Linked DNA regions of Neogale vison: region 2 is linked to region 1. Evidence: chromatin contacts called from public Hi-C data. All regions are on one chromosome and are shown on one strand. Each heading gives the region's core, a stretch centred on a gene start, on an enhancer-like site or on the middle of the called end of the contact. The rest is flanking DNA. Distances are from core to core; before and after follow the strand shown.

Evidence for each region. A called contact is a pair of places that touch in the nucleus more often than the background predicts.
Region 2: a contact with region 1 is called in a Hi-C map of fibroblasts, with 4 times the contacts expected there. The contact joins the enhancer-like site here to the promoter of PIK3R1 in region 1. A contact is called at or near these places in 2 of 3 Hi-C or Micro-C datasets (fibroblasts and muscle).

What each region holds. Positions count from the first base shown.
Region 1 is chr1:220,216,560-220,221,791 of ASM_NN_V1, forward strand. PIK3R1 (phosphatidylinositol 3-kinase regulatory subunit alpha) reads right to left here and starts at 3,696. Exons shown (of 16, transcript XM_044267821.1): 1 at 3,610-3,696. It overlaps LOC122889549 (vegetative cell wall protein gp1-like), which reads left to right and starts at 3,461. Exons shown (of 1, transcript XM_044224830.1): 1 at 3,461-4,174. The coding sequence starts at 3,461. The coding sequence ends at 4,174.
Region 2 is chr1:220,311,685-220,316,971 of ASM_NN_V1, forward strand. No RefSeq gene overlaps it. Among named protein-coding and RNA genes, the nearest start is that of PIK3R1, 94 kb to the left of the region's middle. Within about 2 kb of position 2,032, the one cell type or tissue checked has open chromatin away from gene starts, as enhancers often do. A contact at or near this core is called in fibroblasts, where this site is marked.

The sequences.
Region 1 (5,232 bases), core at 2,446-4,945:
TCCAGGCAGAGGAGACATGGGAGGGGCCAAAACTCCACTACAGCAAGGTCTGGTGGAGGCTCTGCCCTCAAACAGGAAAAGAGTCCTTCATGGACTAAAAAGGTAGCTGAGTTCTGAGGCTTCAGCCCTAGGTCCTCTGGGGTCTGAGTCCAGGGTCTGGACCTCCTGGGTCCAGCCAGGAAGTAGAGGAGCAGCATGCCTGCCCAGGCACCTGGCTCTATTAACTCACTCTTGCACACCGGGGGAGTCTTCTCACACATCTGGGACTCTCTGGGGTGATCCTGAACCTGAAAACTATTTTGACGACAGGTGCCTGTGGGTATGTATTTGATTTACTTTAAGGAAAACAATGCTGGAAAGATAAAATCTCCAAAGATGTTTTCATAGCAGAATTTTTTTTCCCAGCAAAAAACTACGCTATGCTCATTATATACTTGGGGGGGGCGGTGGAAACCAACCAACATAAGCCAAACAGACAAGTTTATGAGTAATTATGTAGTCTATTTTTCAGCTCATTTGGCATAATGCACATGAAATAGCCTTTAATCGCCATTTTTTAAGGCAAGTAATTCCAATAAGAGAGTTGGCAGAAGCATAGCAAGAAATCACATTAGGATGGAGATGGAGGAGTCAGAGAAAAAAGCAATACCATGAATATTTTAAAAACTACTTACAACCTAAGTTCTCTATTAAAAACAGTCACAGAATTTATATTGTGCCTTCTAAGGTATAAAAACCAAATTGATAAGCCGTCCTTCCACTGGTAAGTAACCTCATTTTCTGAGAGCTTCACTAAGAGGCTCCATTCTCTTGAGTTCACTGACAAATTCCTGTTCCCTCCAAAACAGATCTGTGGGGAGCCCATTGAAATATATAACGTACAGAAAGAAGCATTTCCCATTTTCTTCTGCACGGTGTATGCCCCACAGGTGAGAGCCCAATGGCTCCCCACATAGGCAGCCATTATCTCAGCTCTTTATCATCTACCTGACCATAAAATCATTTTCTTTAAATCTGCTCATTCACCATCTCTTTATTCAATAAAACATATTTCGGGAATCACAAAATGCAAAGACAACAGAAGATGAACTGAAACTGTCCCTGTTTTAATGAGTAAGGGGTCAATCTTTCAGAATGGATGCCTTTTTAGAACCTGACCCACGAACCACCTAAGAAAAAAAGTAAATTCTGGACAACACATTACCTTAAAAATTACATGGCAATTATGGAAAAATGTAATTAACATGTATGGTCACTTTTAACAACACAAGATTCAGGCAGATGGTGTATGTTTACATTTAAGATACAAAATCCTTCAAAAATCGGCTGAGGTGCAAGTGGCATTTCCAGAAGATAAACGCATACTACCAGCACCACCACCAACAACCAAAACATCTATTAACATAATTTATTGTACCACTTCTGTTCCCCAAAACTAACTTTATACACTGTGGGGATTTCCTGATCTTAATAAATACGAATTTCAAAAAATAGCTAAGAAAAGACAATATAATTAATTGAAGGGAAGGGAAGTGCTTTTTCACCCTATCAGCATCACCCATGTGAAAGAACACAGTGATAACATCCTTTTACAAAAGCAGATAAAATAGCAGATAGACACGTGTACACTAGAGTTCTGTTATGCAACTGACAAGAACAGGTCCCAAATCAGGATGGAAGTTAAAAAGCAAAAGCACCTCACACTTTGAAAGCCAATATGAGGTAGACAGATCTTCCTCCCAATCACAAAAACCTATATACACTGTTAGGAATAAAGTAGTACTATCTACTACCTACCTGCGACAGGAATGTAAAAGCTGAAGAGGCCAGCAGTGACATAACCCAACAATTCTGCAAGGCAGGTAGTCGCCTCCACTGACCTTTCCAGTTTAAAGCTTGATTCTAAACCAAACACATTTTCTCAAACTTTAGAGGGACACTGCCTGCCCCCCAACAACTTTTAGGGTTTTTTCTTTGTAACAACCAAAACACTTGCTTCCCAAAATTTAAGCAACTTCTGTTTCTAAGAAACTACCCTCTATTGATTTGAACTGTTTATTTCGAGGACTGTGTGAGCTAACAAAAACCTGTTTGATATTTTGAGGGGAGGGGGTTCTTCTTTGCAGATAAAAGCTGTTTGTGGTCTTCTCTGCAGAACTCACCAAATTCCCAATGATTTGCACCTTGAAGATCCATTACTCTTAACAACGTGCCTCAGATATGAGCCTGTCTTCTCCGATCTTTTCTAGCTAATACCTACCCATCTTTAGAGTTGCAAAACGAAACCCGAGCTAATGAAACATTTAAATACAATTCAACATAAATGCCTGGGTCAATAAGCTCTGTGAATGTCCCGCCTAACAACTAAAACCTGAACCTCATTACGCTGAAATGACAATCTTATGCTGCACTCAAAACCCGGAACTGCTTCACCCAGTCGTACTTCACACTGAATGACAAAGAGAAAAAGAACAGAACAGAAAAAGAAAAAAGGGGGGGGAAAGTGCTGCTTCCACAGTCATAAAAGCTCCAAATAAAAAGTAAACTCATACTGGGCTACCAACCGTGCTGCAGCTCCATCAGGGATTAACGGTGGAAGTGAGACCTTTTCGATATTAATAGCTCTCAGAGAAGCCCAAGAAATTCCCCAAATCCAGTTCACACGCGTTCTGCGTTCAACATGTAACAGCCATTGCACTCACACCCTTCCAGTTCATGCTCAAATTCTGGTTACCGAAGTATGTATCTGTACAGGAGGGGCAAGCCTGAGCTTTTCAGTTCTCTTTGTCTTGTGATCTGCGGGGCAGTTTCTGCTCTTGGGAAGTGTTAGAGCTGTGGCTGCCAGACAATTCCCCACGATATTTTAGCTCGGGCTTGCCATACTCTTGCTCTCCCTTGCCGGCTCCATATTGCTGGGCAGGTCCCACCAGTCTCGACCCGCGATAAAGCTGGGTTTCCGGGCTGTTGGAGGACCCCATCAAATATGCCTCCAAAAACCTGTCCAGGCCCAGACGGCACTAGACGCCTTTTGGGCCCCAGCGACCAGCCTCCCCGAGGAGCACTTCCCCCACCCCGGAAGAGGAGGAAGGCAAACTTCGGAGGGCGGGGGCTCCCGGCGAGCTCCGGGGACCACCGCCGCCCCACCCGCTCGGAAGAACGGCCGGAGCAGCGACCCTGGTTGCAGCTGGAGGACGCGGGGGAGACTCCGCTCCTTCCCGCTAACTCAAAGGCAACGGTCTGGGCGCTCTCCTCCGGTGGAGGACCCCGGAAAACTGCAGCAAGGCGACAGTAAGGACCCTCAGAAGTGTGCGGTAACCAAGGGGTGGGGACAAGCCCGAGATCGCCTGCAACTCGGGGGACGAACGAGTCCGGCGGCGTGCAGAGCCAGCTCGTTAGAGGACCGGGGAAACGGGAGCTCAGCAGCCGCCGGAGCACGCAGAACGCTGGCCGAGAACCGGCGATGCCGGCGGCTGGCCCGCTTTCCCCCGGCTCGGCTCTGCAGAAGCGGCGGCTGGTGACAGGAAGAGAACGGCGGCAGCCGCGCGCGCACGCACCGCCTCCCCCTCCCGGGCACACACACACCCGGACCCGCTGCCGCCGCCTACCTACCCCGCCGGCCGGCTTCCTTCCTCTGCGGGGCCCAGGCTGCAGCGGCGGCTTCCGACGCGCCTCTGACCCGGCCCCGACCCGCCTGTCGTTCCCGATCCGAGCTCTGCGGCTCCAACCCGCTAGCCCGCCGCCCTCGTCGCGGCCGCTTCCTCCAACTCCGCTCCAGCTGCTCGCGACTCCTCTCCGTCAGCCCGGAGCTCCGGCGCCCAGCCCCGGCCCCGCCTCCGGCCCGGCCCAGCGCGCCCCGCCCCCGAGCCCGAGCCAACCAGCGCGCACGTCTCCGCCCCTCTCCGCTGGCGCCGCGCCCTCCGCCGCTGCCACTCACTGTGCCGGCCTGCGAGCCGGGCGGCCGGAGGGGTGGAGCTCCGGTTCTGCGGACCCTTCCTGCGGCCGGGCTAGCCTTCCGCCCCCGGCCGCGGGGATGCCCCGGACCGCGGGACCGCGCGCCACCTCCGCGGTAGAGCGCTCTGGGTCTGTGCCTGCCCGCGGCATCGCCAGCTGCCGGTGTCTCCGAGACCAGAGACGGTGGGGCTGGGAGAGAGGTGGAGGGCGAGTTCAGACTTAGGGGCTGCGTCTTTAATCAGAGTGTCTGGAGACGAACTCCATCCAGCCTCTTTAGAGCCCTCAGCGCCCTAGCCGAGTGCCAGGAGCGGGGAGGACTCAGATTCCAGGGCTCGTCAAGGCGGGAAGGCCATGCAATTCCCAGCCTCTCCAGCACGGCCTCGGGAGTGGGCGGAAAAACCACGCCACCCGCGTGGCGCCCGGGGGTGAACGAAGGGTGAAAGGGTGAGCCGGAGGGGCTGGTGCCCGCAGGCTGCCGCGAGCTCCAGCAGCCCGGCACCGCTGCCACCAGGAGCCAGGCGGGCCCACGAAAAGGAAAGAGCGTTTAATGAGGAGGGCGCACGCTGACTGATCCCTTCCAGCCTCTACATCACCGAGCAAATGTAGGTCGATCAAGCGGACCATGGCCCCTCTCCTTGCTCAGAGTGTCGGCAGTGGAAGATCTCGTAAATTATACTGTCCCATAAATTCGCTTCCAAATGCAGATTAGCCCACTAACAATCATTACTAAGTTGCTCAAAAAATGTGATGTTGGTTCAGACCTTCCAATGACGGGTAAGATGCACTGCGAGCAACTTGGGTTCTGTCTGCCCTTTACTATTAAGCCCCGTTAAGAGTCCGCTGTTTCGACCTCTTTTTCCAGATTCCTCTTTCAGCAGTTTTGAGATCCGCACCCACCCAGTCTGCTTGCCCTAGAGCACTTTCTTTAGCTCTCTCCCCATTTCCTTGCAAGGATATTCCTTTTTTTTTTTTTTAAACAAGCATTTAAACTTTTGTCAAACTCTGAATTTGGTGCTTATTCCCATGAGTGTTGGAAGTAAAGAACACCGTGAAATGTCTGTCTTGATTATCCTCAGAGAATAAAATCATTTTTAAAGGTGACTCACACTCTAACAGAAGAGTTAGTTCCACTTCAGGTATCAGGTATTGGCCTTTCTATTATTCCAACATGTCTCTTGAAATGGAGGCAGAGAGCTACCCACATGTTTAAGAATCCACTTAATCTGAAAGTTTACCCAAGCGACGTCCTTTCCACCTACTCTATGAAATGGAGGGCCTCAT
Region 2 (5,287 bases), core at 782-3,281, 93 kb after region 1:
CATATGCTTTCTGGATTTCCTTCTGTGTGCTGGTTGAATGGTATTCCTCCCAAATTCATGCCACGTAGACCTCAGCAGGGGACCTTGTTTGGAAATAGGGTCTTTTCTGATGTAGTGAGTTAAGAGGAAGTCATACTAGATTAGTGTGGGCCTACATGAGGACACAGACACAGACAAACAGGCAGCAAGTCCACTTGGGATAGAGGCTGAGTTTGGAGCGATGTGGGTACAAACCAAGGAAAACTGAGGCAGGACAGCAGCCACCGGAGTCTGGAGGGGATGAGGAAGAACTCCTGGTTAGAGCGAGGGAGTGTGGCCCTGCCAGCACTTTGATTCTGGACTCTGAGCCATCGGAAATGTGAGAAAATACATTCGCTATTTGAAGGCCCCCTGGTTTGCACTACTTTGCTCTGACGACTCCAGCAAACAACGGTTTTGGTACCAGGAGTAATTCCTTTACAAATGTATGTCCATTATTTCCATATTTCTATTCCCTGTGTCTTCCATTTCTCCTTGAGCACCTGCATTTCTGTCTTTATTCACGTTTACGCTATTCTGATGTAAAAAATTTTTTTTAGTTCTCAATTTTGGCTTGCCTTGATAGCCCCTCAATAAACTGTTTCTCACTGCCAAACATGTTCTTTTCTCTGCACTATGATGTTCTTTTTTTTTTTTTTTTAGATTTTATTTATGTATTTGACAGACAGAGATCACAAGTAGGCAGAGAGGCAGGCAGAGAGAGAGGAGGAAGCAGGCTCCCTGCTGAGCAGAGAGCCCAAAACGGTGCTCAATCCCAGAACCCTGAGATCATGACCTGAGCCGAAGGCAGAGGCTTTAACCCACTGAGCCACCCAGGCGCCCCCACTATGACGTTCTTAATTATGGTCAGTTAATAGCCCTCTAACATATCAGGTCAGTTAATTGCCCACCTAACATATCAGGTTCTAACTCTGATGGCCGGGTGCTCCAAGCCTTTCTTAATTTGGTTTCTCTCAACTTATCAGACTCCTTCACGTGTTTCCTCCACTCTAGGTAGAGGATCCTAAGTCTCTGCTAATGCTACTTCCCCTTCTTTTGTTTCTGAAAGGCCTGAAAGCGCATGCAGCCCCCTTTCCCCCTTTTGTCCATCTCTATAAAGCCTACTGAGCTTTCAAGACCCAACTTAAGGGCTCTCTCCTCTGCAAAGATTCTCCCATTTTCCTAGGAAGACCTTTGTTTCTTCACTTTCTGAACTCCTTTAATAATACCACCACATTTACAGGTCTTGTTGGTTTGTTGTTGTTGTTGTTTTTTTACCAGTGATTCTGCGATTTATTTTAGCCTCTCTAACTCAACTATAATCTGTTTAATGCCAAAGACTGTGCCTTTACACCTTTACGTCTTCATATTCTTTCTATCCCCTTGTAGGACCGAACATCATGATGGGCACGCGTGAAGATCTCGATACATTCATGTCCACGAATTACAGGGCAGTCATGGGATGTTCAGCAAACATAGCCAGGGATTTCTGTTAGGAGAGAATGTGCTTAATCTATTAAAATTCTCTGAGAGGGTCAGTAAGCATGCGGACATAATTTCTCTAACCTTTTGAAAAGTCTTGACAAAGTTCCACACCAGAGGTTATTTAAAAATAAAAGTGAGTCACGATGAGATTGCGGGGAATGTTTTGTCATGGTTAGGGAACTGGCTTAAGGATCAGAAACATCCTGAACCAACTCCTCTAGTAACGAATTCCACATGCTTACAACTTTCCACCAGAGAAAACTGGCCCTTCTCCGAATGGGGAGGTAAAATAGGGTGGCGGGGCCACCAAATGTTGCACAGCTCAGTTTTATTTAGCATGTTTGGGAAGAGAGCGTTTACAGTGAAATTTTTCTCCGAATTAAAATCCCAAGTCAGAAGAAGGACAACTTGAGAAGACCTTAGGAGGATACATGTCAACAAAGAAGTGACTGATGAGCCTGCATGCTGGCAACGATAAGGGAACGCATTAGGGAAAAGCAACACAAGCTCGTTTTAGGAGGTGATGAGTTCTGAGCTATCCATTACCTCCAAGGAAGGGAACCAAGACACTGGGTTCTCGGGACAGACCAATAACTTGGCATTTCTTTGGCTGTTAAAATATCTGATCAACATTTATTTACAATAAAGGCCAAGAGCTGCCTGGGCAAAGAGCTAAGAAGGTGGCAGCTCTCAATCTTTAGTCTGTTGTTCTCTGAAACTCAGTGGGACCCCAAAGTTGCACATCTGCATCAGGGAAACCGAACAACAATTCAGCAATTGACGGAATGCATCTTCTCTGGTATAAAATGAGTCTTGGACTCTCCTCTCCTCACACCAAGAAATATTGGCACTCTGAATGTATTCTTAATTGATATGGAGGGAATTTTAATACAAGAACAGTTGCCTCGTTGGTGAAACTTAGGAGGAGAGGGGAATGTATACACAATCTGAAAGACATGGTTGGTCTGAAAGAGAGACCTTTATTGCAGGAGTATAACTCTGGTGTCTAGAATCCTCATGAGCAGGTGTACTGAGAGAGGCACAGGGTGCCTGGGACTGCCAGACCCTATGCAAACATGGGACATGGACAGTGGGATTGGGTACTGCCTTAGTGTAGCCTTTGCAGGTGCACATTCTGCAGCTGTAACAAATCTCAAGTCTGGAACCTTCTGCAACAAGTAATCATAGAAGAAGTGAAAATTTCAACCCTGAGGCTTTCATCTCCCCTATAAAAAGGAATTTAAACAGAAAAACCAGTAGGCGAGAAGCTAGTCTTATTTTAGGTATAAGCCCATCTGCTGGCAAAGCCTAGATTAGAACAGTTCAGAGGGAAATCATGATTTCAAATTCAGCAGATAACAGTGACGCAGCTCTTTAGAAACCCAAATATATAAAGTAGAAGTCATGCTAGATTGAGCGCCTAACAATGATGTGCGAGAAGTGTCTTGAAAGGGGAAAGCAGGGCTTTCTTCTCCTGGTTTCTCTCCTTTAAATTTAAAACAAAAACAAAAACAAAAAAACCTGCAAAATGGTCACAGATCTATCTTTTCAGGCAAATTAACAAATTATTTGTTTATAAAAAAAGAGATGAAGGAAGAAAGAAGCTGAATCCATGGTACTGGTGACGAGCACAGTAGAATTGGCCCTTGGTTGGGCCTTAGTGACACAGGGAAACCGAATCACGGTTTGGGAGAGAGAAGACCAGAGCAAGACACAGATGGCAGTGGGGAGGGCAGGAACAACTTGACTTTCAGAATGGCATCCTAAAGGACTTTTTTTTTTCTCTCAAGGGTCATGAGCACATCTTTTAGGAAGGGACAAAACGTTAGAAAGAATGAGTAATCTCTCTAATAGAAACAGATTGCATACTTGTGATCTCTCTCTCTCTGTCAAATAAATAAATAAAAACTTAAAAAAAAAAAAAAAGAAACAGATTGCAACAGGAGTCCATAAATTCCTGAAAATAAGAATGACTTCTTCAATACAAGGACTCTTTAACCTTACAGAGTAACAACACTGTGACAGTCAACACCGGGGGTCAGCCTATTGGACAAGGCTCTGCCCTGGCCTCCATCAAATGGCCCTCTTTGTTGAGAGGGCAGTACCATGCACATAAACATGCCAAGGAAGCCCTCAGAGGCCTCCTGCACCCTTCTCACCTGCCTTCCTCTGTCTCCTCTTCCAGGGGTAGCTCAGCCAGACTTCTCTCACAGCAAGTCACACCGTGCTGGGGTGGACTCATTCCCTGAGAGCTTCTTGAAACTTCAGATTATATTTTGTGTATAATATATGCTATGGTGGGAAAAATAAATTAAAAAAAGATGAAAAAGAGAAAATGTGATATACATGTTTAATGGAATACTATGCGGCCATCAAAAAACAAAATCTTGCCTTTTGCAATGATGTGGTTGGAACTAGAGGGTATGATGCTGAGCGAAATAAGTCAATCAGAGAAAGACAATTATCATATGATCTCCCTGATATGAGGAATCTGAGAAACAAGACAGGATTATAGGGGAAGGGAGGGAAAAACGAAACAAGGTGAAAACAGAGAGGGAGACAAACTATAAGAAATTCTTAATCTCAGGAAACAAACTGAGGGTTGCTGGAGGGGTGGGAGGGTGAGAAGGATGGGGTAGCTGGGTGATGGACACTGGGGAGGGTATGTGCTATGGTGAGTGCTGTGAAGTGTGTAAGACTGATGATTTACAGAAGTGTACCCCTGAAACAAATAATACATTATATGTTAACTAAAAAAAGAATTCCTATTTCTTGTCCAAAGTTTATAAATAAAAACAACATATCGTTTTTAAAAACAAACAATAATAATATAAAGGAACTTGTCTAGTTGATTAAATAATTGAAAGAAATGCCCCAAAGAGATTGGAGACTCTATACAGAGATACCTGAGAGTGAAAGTGTAAAAGTAAATAAATACAAAAACAAATAAGAGGTGGGGCACCTGGGTGGCTCAGTTGTCTAAGCGTCTGCCTTCTGCTCAAGTCATAATCACTGAGTCCTGAAATAGAGCCCCGTGTTGGGCCTCCCTGCTCAGCGTGGAGCCTGCATCACCCTCTCCCTCTGCCCCTCCACCCCCAACTCATGCTCTCTCTTATATGCTCCCTCCTTCTCTCTCTCAAATAAATAAAGAAAATATTTTAAAAATTAAAACAACAACAAAGGGGTGAAATTGGAGCAAAGAGAAAACAGGTTAGGAAAAGTAGGATATATCTAGGTATAATTAGAAATTCTTCAACTTGATTTTGAAGGGTGGATGGTGGTTTTCTAGGCAGAGAAGCGAGGTTAAGAGAATTCTAGAGAGCTGTGACAGCTGGCATGTTTGGAAAACACTGGTGCTAGAAGCCAGGTGGGAGAGGTGGCGGGAAGGTGGCAAGGGCAGGTGGAGGGGAGAGTGGGAGCTACATATTAGGAGAGCTCTACACAACATGCTAACAGGAAGGTTTTTATCTTCTGGGAAACTGGGAGCCAAACAGTGTCATGATTGGAACTCTATTTTATTTGTGTCCCTCTAGCAACAGCTTGCGGGAGACATGAGAGCCTGGTCAGGTCTTTCTTTTATCCAAAGCTGCCTCAAAAATTTCCATTTTCTCTATGAACCTCAGAAGATGACCTCACCTCTTATTTTCCTCTTTCAAAGAGGAAAAATATACCATTTAGTGGGAACCCTTTGAACACTTGCCTATTCTGTCAGTCTGCTAGAACCATGCCACCTACCACCCTCACCTCACCTCCGTCCTTGCTAGTCAGCAGCACAGGTGGCTCT